Regions from separate parts of the Mus musculus genome. Here region 2 is linked to region 1. The links are chromatin contacts, called in public promoter capture Hi-C maps. All regions are on one chromosome and are shown on one strand. The core of a region is the stretch at or near the end of the contact, and the rest is flanking DNA. Distances in the headings are between cores, read along the strand shown. Region 1 holds the start of Plekha3 (pleckstrin homology domain-containing, family A (phosphoinositide binding specific) member 3). Region 2 holds the start of Itgav (integrin alpha V).

Region 1 (5,574 bases), core at 1,498-3,997:
CCTCACTGCACGACGACGATGCCCTAGCACAATGCCTTCAAAAAGAAGAACCTAGCAGAAGGCTAAAAAGACTGCTAGGCTGCTGAGAACTCAGGCTGCTTTTCCCGAGGATCCAAGTTCAGTATCCGCATCAGGCAGTTCACAACCACCCGTAACTCCAGCTCCTGGGGCATCCATGCATCCATGCATCCACACACACAGACTCACACAATCACAGAAGCATAAATAACTGAGGAAGTAAGTAACTTAAATCCACTTCTCATGTATGAAAGTCTAGAAAAACTAAAATAAAAAGACCATGGAGGCATGCTCCTGGCATGTGCAAGGAAATACAATGAAAATAATTTTTAAATGTATTTTCTCCAGATACTAATTCACCGTGGTAAACAAAATGGGGGTGGTGAAAACATGGTCTTCCACCTCAGTCACTAAGACAAATTGTACATTATTGCCGTATTATGATGCAGCAGCTCTTCAAAAGGAACTGGGAGCACGGTGATCTGGAAATTGTAGGAACCAAGAAAGCCACATGGCCGAGTAAGCTCATCTAATCAAGCCTGTTAACTATCTCCACACACCTTTTGCAACAATTATCTAACCTAACTTTCCCTAATTGGTTCACACATTTATAGTACAGTAAAAGGGTTGGCAATCCCTTCTACTGAAAAAGCTTATTTCCTTTGTCAATCTCTACTTTAACTAGTAGTTTTCTCAAGCTACTAAATGTTATGAAAACACGTATTAAAAAATAAAAAAGGCAGACCACTGTCATTACACTGGAAGGTTCCTTAAAGACCAATTAGTACAAGCAGTTCTTCATCCTTCTGACCCAAGATACTAAAATTAATAGATGAACATACTGCTGAGCCAACTTTACATTTTTGAGAAGAAAAAAAATGGAATCATTCCAAACAAAAGACTTCCGCCTCAGCAAGCTCTCCAATGCTTACTAGAAGTTAAATTAAAACGCACCATAAAAACTAAAGCCACAGCAGCATGCGTTGGCTCTCTGTACCACAGGCTATGAGGACACCTCCCACAAGAACATTTCACCCCAAGAGCAATTTCCCTGTAATTATGACTCATGGCTGTAACTGCCCCATTGCTCTGGGCCATGCTAAAAATATTCCTCCCGCCTTACCTCCAAAGACAGTGTGCTCAAAAACATTTGCATCTCCAAGCTTAAAGGATATGGACCTCAAAGCTGATACCGCACCTCCACCAGCAATCAGTGCCCGCAAGGGCCCAAAGGAAAACTCTTAGCAAAAAGTGTCGGCCTGATGTCTCAAGGCTTCCAGTAAAAAACTGTCATTTGCATGATTATTTGGTTTTCCATTCGAGCAGAAAACACGGTGCATTATAAACATCAAGCCGCTGGCTATCGTAAATCTGGCTCTAGCCAGATACAACCAAGCATTTAGCCCTAGCAGGGTTTGCCTGCAGCTCCCCACAAGTTAGATGAACACTAGCTGAGTGCATCACAGGATGCTCAATACTGGGCAGAGTATGTGAGCAGCAGCAAGATGACAACTGCCCATCCTTTGTAACTAAGAATCTGAGAACTGCCCACAATTCCCTTCAAGCCGCCGGTTTTCCTCTAGTTCAGTGAGATCATGGGATTCAGAGGTTGGAAAGTACCTCTGGGACAAAATGGCTAACCACCCAGGCCTATCCAACTGGGGTCCTGAATGAATACCACCTGCCTTTGGTGTTAGTTCTTACAAAGATCACAGAGTATGTATGGATTTAAGGTGTGTTTTAAAAGCCAGACTTCCAATATCACAGGCAGGGACAGCCCCCTGCTGCTGATCCCATTTCTATACAAACAGCTTTCTTCTAACTACCCCACCAGGGAAACTTGCCCGCTCCTTCTGGGCTGCACTTCCAACCATTTCTCACAATGACTCGAATTCCCGTGGTGTTAAAAATGTGCTTTCTTCCACTATGTCTCACAATTACCCAAATTCCCAAACCTCACAGAAAACCAATCCTTAAGAACCTTCTCTGAGGATAGCTTCCAAAAGCACACTTGATGAGCTCAGCCAGCCGCAACAAGTGGACTTTCAAACCTGTGGTAAGAAAATGTAAAGGAATATACAAAAAAAAAAAAAAAAAAAAAAATCTTAAAATCAAATGCACACACACACTTTACAAATGCTGTCCATAGAGCGTGGATGAAGGAGACAGTGGATAAAAGAGATGATGGGATACTGTTTCCGAGGCACAAGGGGCAGTGCAGGTTTTTGGTGGTGTCCCATCCTCAGGCTGGTACGCAGTCTCGAACTCCCAATCGAAGAGGCCCGTAATGGGCCCCACGAGGGGCAGTGGAAGGGTCGGAGGGCATCGAGCGCGGAACTGAGTGCCGCGGCTTGCCAGGGGGTGCCCAAGGGCCCGACTGCCCGCCGCCCCACGCCGCCCGCCCCGTACCTGTGAGATAGTTGGTCCACTTGTACAGAACCCCCTCCATGCTTCAGAGCCCGGCGCCGCGCATCCTCCTGGCCCGGCGCCGGCCGCGCTGCTGCGGAGGCGCGGGCCCGCAGCCCTCCGCCCCGACCCGGCGGCCCTCAGAGGCCCGGCCGGCGGGCGCCCCGTGCTGCTCGGAGGCCGCGAGGCGCGGACATCCCCAGCGGGAACGGCGCGGCGACCCCCGGGACGACCCCAGCGCCCGCCGCCCTCCCGCTCCGCCACCGCTCCACGAGCCCCGGCGCTGCCCTCCTGCACGCCTGCCTTCCTTCCCCTCGGGCTTCCCGGCTTGTTTTCATTGACCCCGACGTCGCTTTCACTTCCTGGATGAAAGGGGCCGGCTCGGCCCACGAAACCCCTCCCCGGCGGCGGGGCTGCGGGACGGCCGCGTGCCCGAGGCTGCGCCGCGCGCCCTCGTGGGGCGGCTCCGCGGTCCCCCGCTCCCCGGCTGCCCCGCATCCGGACATCTCCAGTCCGCAGCAGACCAACTCCCGGGGCATCCTGCACAAGGCGGCTGCCGAAGGCCTCGCCTCCTTCGGATCTTTTTCAATAAAATCAAGGGTTGCTCATTTCTTGGAGCTTCCAGTGCTCACACTCCGGGGAAGTAGGAAGTTACCTCCTAGGAAAAGCTGGAGCAATGGCAAGGCCCTGTAATCCCAGCACTCTAGAGGCTGAGGCAGGAAGGACCAAAGGCCAGCCTGGGCTACATCCTTCTTTTAAGAAAGTAGTATGCAGGCCAGAGAGGTCCTCCAACAAGGTCTTATGGAACTAGGGTTGGCAAGATAGCTTTCCAAGTAAAGCGCTTGCCTCCGGGAGCTTGACCAGTACTGTCCTGGGGGCCTCACACAGTGGAAGGAAAGAACCTCATTTACACATGGGCCATGTTACACGCATCCCCCCCCCGGCCCCCCCCCCACACACACACACATTTTTTTTTCTTTTAATGTCATACATCACGATGTATGCCTTTAATACCAGCATTTAGGAAGCAGAGGAAGGCAGATGAGTTCTGTTAGTTCCAAGCCTGCCTGGTCTACGCAGTGACTTCTAGGCCAGACAGACCCCCCTTCTCTCTCTCTCTCTTTCTCTCTCTCTCTCTCTCTCTCTCTCTCTCACACACACACACACACACACACACACAGGAAAGAAGAGGTTAAGAAGAAAAATGTTAAGAAGGTATCGTGCATCCTATTTTTGTTTTGTTTTTAAAAGGATTTCTCTTAATTTTTTTTTAATCTCACTTGGAAGGGCGTCCTTACACACTTGACAACTTTTAGATTTAGAAAGTTTTGCAAATTCCAATTACTTTGCATAAAGCAGAGTCAGTATTGAGGTAGTGAAATCCCTGGCTTATCCTTCCAGGAAGGCTGACTGAATAGGGTGATCGGGATGTCCACTTGGGGAATCGACGAGCTGAATATTCAACAAATCACATAGAGTTCAGTAATGATAGTTCAACTGTGGAGGGCATCTGACACTTACCATAAAATTCGAGTTTTGTGTTGTTTGAAAGGTTTATCATACTAAAAGGATAAGGGGGATATATCAAGAGACTGGACTAATCTCTGTTGTCTATTAGCCAGCTGTGAAATTGGAACAAAATGTTCAATAGTCAGTTTTCCTGTCTGATGTGAATGAATTCTCATGGGAGAAAAAAAAAAAAAAAAAGCTTTTCTCTGCTAAAGGCCTTCACCTCAAGGGCGGCCTCAAGAGGTTAGGGACAGAAACACAAGTTATCTTTTGCAATGCCGGGCATGGGCTGCTGAAGCCCTGGAGACACTCCACTGTGTGTTCTGAGAGTCTCCTGGCTGCATGCGGTAGACATGGCCTGGAGTCTTTTTTCGCAGTACTCCAACTACCATATCCCCCCCTCCAAAAATATCCTTCAAGGACTTCCACAAATATCCAGAGAAGAGCAGCCAACCTATATTGTCAAGAACCTATTCTTCCAAAAATGTCTGCATCCACTGTGCCTGTCAAGTCCGTAGGGGCCTTAGAAGCCTGTGATTAGAAAGAATAACGACTAGAATATCCCACCGTGACCTGTTTGCATTTTGTATCAATTTCTTGGCCCAACATTTTAATATTTTAAAAATACTGTATTTAGGATCCTACAGCTATCTATTCTTTTTCTATGGCCAAATGGGTCAGTGTAGCATTTAAAAATTTAAAACCAAGCCATTCAAGCAATCCGTTAGCAGAGGCAGTGTTGGAGAGGCAAGATCAGGGCATCAAGTGGAGCCCATAAAATTTTGCAGCATCTCCTAAGTGCCTAGAAACGACCACCATAATGCCAGTTTTATTTCAGGAAACGCAAGTCTGACTACTGCAGGCGAAAGAAACCTGCGGACAGGGTGTGCGGTGCTATTCTAGCCAGAGTACAGCCAACCGGAGCACCCAACGGCCAAGACACACTCCAACCGGCGGCGATTTGCTGGTGCGAGAGGGGGCGGGGCCTCTCGTAGCCCCGCCTTGGACCTTTGTGACGTAGGACAATGCCTGCCACGCGTCCCAATTCAGTCTGATCAGCCTGCTGACACTCTGTGGGGCTTACACTGGGCCTGGGAGTGCTGCTTTGGGAAACATGAATCTCCTATTCAGACTAGCAGTTTTCCTTAGCCTGTGGTGTTGTTCCGATGCTCAGGGACAAACAAAAGAAGAAAGCACTGAGGAAGTGAAAATAGAAGTTTTGCACCGTCCAGAAAACTGCTCCAAAACAAGCAGGAAAGGAGACTTGCTAAATGCCCATTACGATGGCTACTTGGCTAAAGACGGCTCCAAATTCTACTGCAGGTAGGAGATGCTCCGTCCAGTTCAAGTTCAGTTGATAGACCACATCTTGCCCACTACCACCAGCAGCAGCAGCCAGAGCCTAACTGGTTGTTTTGTTTTAAGGTTTTTTGGTTTTGTTTTTTAACAGTAAATTAAGCCTTCATGCCGATTTAGATTAGAAGACATTCCCTAAACAAAACTGAATGTTTTTAGTTATTTGAAATGTAAGCGCAGTAAACTGACTGCAGACTCACTACGTCAGGCAGAGCACTGACCACCACCACTGTCCTTGGAACCCGGAAAACTAAATCTAGAGGCTTCTTGAAAAGATATTCACAC
Region 2 (5,148 bases), core at 356-2,855, 7.0 Mb before region 1:
AACCCTGGAGGCTGCCCCAACTACCTCAGACAAATACTTAGGTCACCTTCAAATGAACCTTGTATCACCTACCCATCAAAATTATGCCTTGCACCTCCCCAAAACTAAATTGGGGGGGGAGTTGGGGGTTTGTGGTAAAAAAAAAATATGTTGTTACCCCAAGGGGTACACTAAGAAGTAACTAAAGAAACCGTTTCTTTGGAAATACAATGTAATAGACATGAAAAACATCAATTTAATCGGGGTTTCCTACACTAGTAGGGATGAGAATGATGCCAGCGTTGAGTCAAAGACAACTTTAATCCAAAAACACGACATTAGCCGTCACAAATCCTCAGGAACTTTGCAACACGGGACGTGAGTAATTTGAAAGCCTACGTGACCTGCTGTATTCTTCAGCATTGAAGTGACCTGCAGAGAGTGAAAACTCAGCAAACACCCTCGCTCTGTCTGAACAATGACCTAAATAGTGGACTAGAAAGGAGCAGATGACGCATTCCATTCATCTGGTGGACCTTAAACGCGCAAAGGTCTCATAGTCCTTTACAAATTAATACAACAATTTGGTCACTTTAGTCATCGGAGTGTCTAGAAGAGGAGTGGGAAAAAAACCGAGAGAGAGAGAGAGAGAGAGCGAGAGAGAGAGAATCAGACGAAGGAAGAGCTAATTTCAGAAAGCAAAAAGCACTAGGAAGAGGCTAACTGGTTGATACGGAAGAAAAAAATTCTGGGGCCAAGTGAAGCAAGTTACGGAATGACAAGAGATGGCCAAAAGTCTCGCAGGACAAGCCTGTACAGATGTCTCACTTTTCCTGGATGCTTAACAGAGCTCCTTCAAAGCTCTCTCGCACTGTCCCCAGCCAATCAGAAGAAGTTGGGGACACGGTGAAACTGGATGCTGAGTGTCAGGTTAGGTCATCCCCACAAAAGTTTCATCCATGCCAGACCTGGGCCAGCCGCGGCATGGAGAGAGTAGGCGGGTTTGGGGCCGGGAGGACCCTGGAGCCAGCGGCTGGGTGCGGATCCGCTGAGGGTGCGCGGTGGGGGAGGGGGCGCCTGGGGACTCGAGCGCGGCCACTTACGAGGACGTGCTGGGCTCGAAGAAGTCCACGGCGAATCCGAAGTAACTTCCCTCGGGACCCGCATACTCGGCGGGACTTTCGACGTCCAGGTTGAAGGCGTCGGCGAGGGGCAGCAGGAGACCCGGCAGCAGCAGCAGGAGGCCGCCGGGGCGAGGGCGTAGCAGCAGGCGCCCGGGAGCAGCCATCGCCGGGGCGCGCGCGGGGCGCAGAGCCGAAAGACTTCAGTCCCTGTCCCGGTGCTCGGTGGCCGCGGCCCGCCGCCTGCGCGCCCCCGAACTGCCGAGCTGTGCTGTGCGCTTGCGGTCAAGGGCGGCGGGGCGGCCGGGCGGCGCGAAGCTGAGCCGGGCGGCACCCAGGAGGAGCGGTGTCCGACCCGGGACTCCGGCTCTGTCGCTGGCTCGCGCGGTGCCTGGCGCTGAGAAGTGGCGGGGCGAGCACAGTACCTCGGAACCGTGAGCAGCCCGGACTGGGGGAGGAGGCCGGGGAGGAGGAGGAGCCGGCCAGGCCGGGCCGCCCCGCCGAAAGAGGAAGTCGCGCTCACGGTGGCCTCCCACAGGAGAAGGCCGGGCGCACTTCCGTGCGCGCTGGCGGCCGGTCCTCCGAGGCTGTCCCGGGACTGCGGCCCAGATCCAAAGGACCAGGGGGGCAGTGGCAGCGCGCCTCCAGCCGAAGCCCTGCAAGCCGGGGACTGGCTGCAATCAAAAGAAAAAGAACCAGGCACACCCCGTTCCCTGGTTCCTCCAGGCACTTCTGAGGGACTTTTGTTTAAGAATGCGGAAAGCTTTATCCGCTTCTCTTACTTCTGCCACTTAGCCCGGCAGGCGCTCACCAACAGAACTCTGTAATTATATGCCATTTCCCTCCCCTTCCATCCTCCACACACTGAACTTAATTATAAACTCCCAGAGGGCTAGCACAGCTCCTCCCGGATGCGGTGTGTGGAACTGGATCTCACTGGCTGACAAAAACGTTGCAAGGCAAAGTTTAGGTGATGAGCCTCTCAAATCCACCCAGAAGACTTCAAGCCTGTGCTTGGATCTTCTCTTTTCTTTCTTTTACTTCCTTTCCTTTTTTCTTTTCTGTTTCTTGCTTTCCAGTTCCAATTCTTCTTCTGGCCTCTGTGTGTATCAGGCATGTACGTGGGTCACACCCATACACACAAAATAAGTCTTTTTTGTTTTGTTTTGGTTTTTTTTGGTTTTTTTTTGTTTGTTTTTGTAAATTTGCTCAGTATTCCTGTGTTCTATGTATATCAAGTGCTAAACAATTTGATGAATGGGCCGGGAGTGGTGATCCATGCTTTTAATGTGGTGGCAAATGCTTTTAATCCTAGCACCATGAAGTGAGAAGCAGGAGGATCTGGTCTGTGTAGCAAATTCCAGGCTGGCCAGGCCTACAGGTAAGACCTTGTCTCAGAAGGGAGGAGGAAGAGGAAGAGGAGGAGCAAGATAAGAAGGAAGAGGAGGAAGAGGAGAAGGGTGAGACGAAGAAAGAAGAAGGAATGAAGAATTTGGTCAATAGGATAAAATGATTAAATATAAATGCATTGCTTAGGCCTTGCATACTTCCAAGTAAAGTAGTGGAGAATTTGAACTATTTTCCCAAAACAGTTATTAAAAATCAGTCCCAGACTAAGCACAGAGGCAGTAGGCCCCCCTGAGCCCAGTCAACATAAGAAGATCCCTGTCTCACACAGCAGAAAAAACACCTCAGTGTCAGCATGCATTCATCTCATAACATAAGTAATCATGTGTGGGGGTGTGGATAGCCTTAGTTGGGTTAAGCAAGTTGATTTTTAAAATGTAAAAAATAAGCAGCAAAACTGTTGGGAGATCTTATCAGCCACAGGCTAATACCTATGTAAAAGCCACCTCAGAGACAGGAAATCCTGTGTGGATACTTATACACAAGACCCTGTGGTTGCTCTTTCATTCCTTGTCACCATTTGGGATCAGAATGTGGGGTTTAAGAGGCAGACAATGATTCGTGGAGAGCAAGAATGTTCTGTGCACTCCCTGTGTTCTCTGCATCTCTTTCTGAAAACCATGCTGCCGGCCAGTCGGGTACCCTCAGGTCTAGAGACTAAAGACAAGTCTGGGATTTTCAGTTTCTCATTCAGATGGTCATCACACACAATTTTTGAAAGAAATCGTGCCTTTTACTGGATGGAAATGAAAAACTACGGCATTTTCTTACATGATAACTACTTGAGATTTGTTCTTAACATGTGAATAAACTGCACAGCTTATTCTAACTATAGCCATTTAAAATCCCACCTTAATACAGTTCTTTAACCACAAAAATTCCAAGTCTGGAAGTTATTCTTTGTGCTTCTTCCACAAATGAACAATCTAACTAGGACTTAAACACAGAAAGTTGAACATTTCTACTACGCTTACAATTTGCTAACAAAATATTTTGCTTCTTTCTTTTTTTTTATGTGGGGTGGGCTAGTAGACACCCTCATTTATTAGCCCAGGTTAAATTGGAATTCTCCTGTCTCTGTCTCCCAAGTACTGAAATTATAGAAGTGTTCCACTCTCCTCAACTGTAATTTCTGAGTATCCCTCCCCCGACCCCATGTTGACCAAGGCTTCATGCACCCCAGACTGATCCCAAACTCTCTATGTACTTGAGCCTCGAGATGAGAATGCTCACCTTGAGCCCCTGATCCTCCTGTTTTCACTTCCCAGGTGCTGGGATTACAGGTGTGTGTCACATGCCTGTTTCAGAATTTCTTAAACTAAACCATCAGAGCACAGCTCTTCGGCCGCTTGTGCTTACACTGTGGAATAAATGGAATCATGGGATAGTCTGAAATGTGGCCAGCAAATCTACAAATGATTGCTAATGCTTTCCCCCCCCCCCCCCGCCTCTTCCCTTTTGTATACACATGACCTTGTGGTTAATGGAGATTAAAGGTCAAGCTTCTAAAAATGTATTTCCTTTAAGTTGATGAGAAAAGTGAATACTTGCAACCAGAAGCCTTTACAGATGATAGTGTGGGTGCTGGTGAAGTTCCTGTAGAGACAGCCAAAGATGCCAATATAAGTTGCCCGGGGGATCTTCAAAAAGGTTGATGGGAAGAAAGGGTTCCATCAGTCTATGTCCTCTCTTCTTACAGCTTGGCTGTGAGAAGAGCTACACATCGGCTTTGTGAGCATGGGAAGCTTAGCAATGGAGGTCAGGATCTAAGAGTTACAGAGCAGAAAGAGCGAGTTTCTGACAACTGTGAATCCCCATTCCAGCCTTGGATTATAAGTCCTTACAATGTACATTCAAGAAAATATAGTGTTTCTATCTTTGTTCAAACTGCTATTATCTAAGTTTTCAGTAGTACTTTCTTTTTTCTTTTTTTCTTACTCTCTTTTTTTAAGATTTACTTATTTTATTTTGTAAGGCAGTAATCCCAGCACTGGGGATACAGAGGCAGGCAGATTTCTGGCTTTGAGGCCACCCTGGTCTAAGAGAGAGAGTTCCAGGACAATCAGGGCTACACAGAGAAACCCTGTCTCAAAAATATCATCATCATCATCATCATAAAATTCTAAAACAGCATATATATATATATTCCTGGGTGGTTGGTTGGGTGGTTGGTTGGTTGGTTGGTTTAAATAGCTAAAACAGCTGCATTGTGTGGCAGCTTTGTTGCTTTTTCAAAGTTATCATTTACTGAAGCCAGAGTGAGCTCACTTTTAGGTTATGGAGAGTCTCAGACACTCTGTCAAAGGTCCTCCAATGGCCGGTATTTAGACAACAAATTTGAGTTAAGCTCTTGGGAGTGTTTCTCCAAGTTTTGAATGGGCTGGTCCCTTCCCTAGCTTTAGTACCTTTATAAATGATTCACTTGGGGCTTTTTCTGGAGTCTCCACCATTACTTCCTCTAAAGCTAAAGGGATAATTAAGAATTTCTACCCATCTATCATCAAGGAAATGTGCCAGGGGATTTTCATGAAATGTTAAATATTTGGATTTAACAGGAAATGATTATGTTCACTAATATGGAGATCTTAATTACATAATTGAATTAGGCTTAAATCTCAGGAGCAAAATGAATTAAAGGCTT

What was found. Promoter capture Hi-C pulls out the DNA fragments that hold promoters and counts their contacts.
Region 2: a promoter capture Hi-C map of liver shows a contact between it and region 1, with 2.5 times the contacts expected there. The contact joins the promoter of Itgav here to the promoter of Plekha3 in region 1. A contact is called at or near these places in 3 of 39 promoter capture datasets (frontonasal cranial neural crest, liver and pre-B cells).

Annotation. Positions count from the first base shown.
Region 1 is chr2:76,672,488-76,678,061 of GRCm38.p6, reverse strand. Plekha3 (pleckstrin homology domain-containing, family A (phosphoinositide binding specific) member 3) reads right to left here and starts at 2,747. Exons shown (of 8, transcript NM_031256.3): 1 at 2,428-2,747. The coding sequence starts at 2,467. It overlaps Gm39860 (a long non-coding RNA gene), which reads right to left and starts at 2,421. Exons shown (of 2, transcript XR_866494.2): 1 at 2,212-2,421; 2 at 1-2,069. Fkbp7 (FK506 binding protein 7) reads left to right here and starts at 4,964. Exons shown (of 4, transcript NM_010222.2): 1 at 4,964-5,256. The coding sequence starts at 5,048.
Region 2 is chr2:83,720,854-83,726,001 of GRCm38.p6, reverse strand. Itgav (integrin alpha V) reads right to left here and starts at 1,605. Exons shown (of 30, transcript NM_008402.3): 1 at 1,083-1,605. The coding sequence starts at 1,267.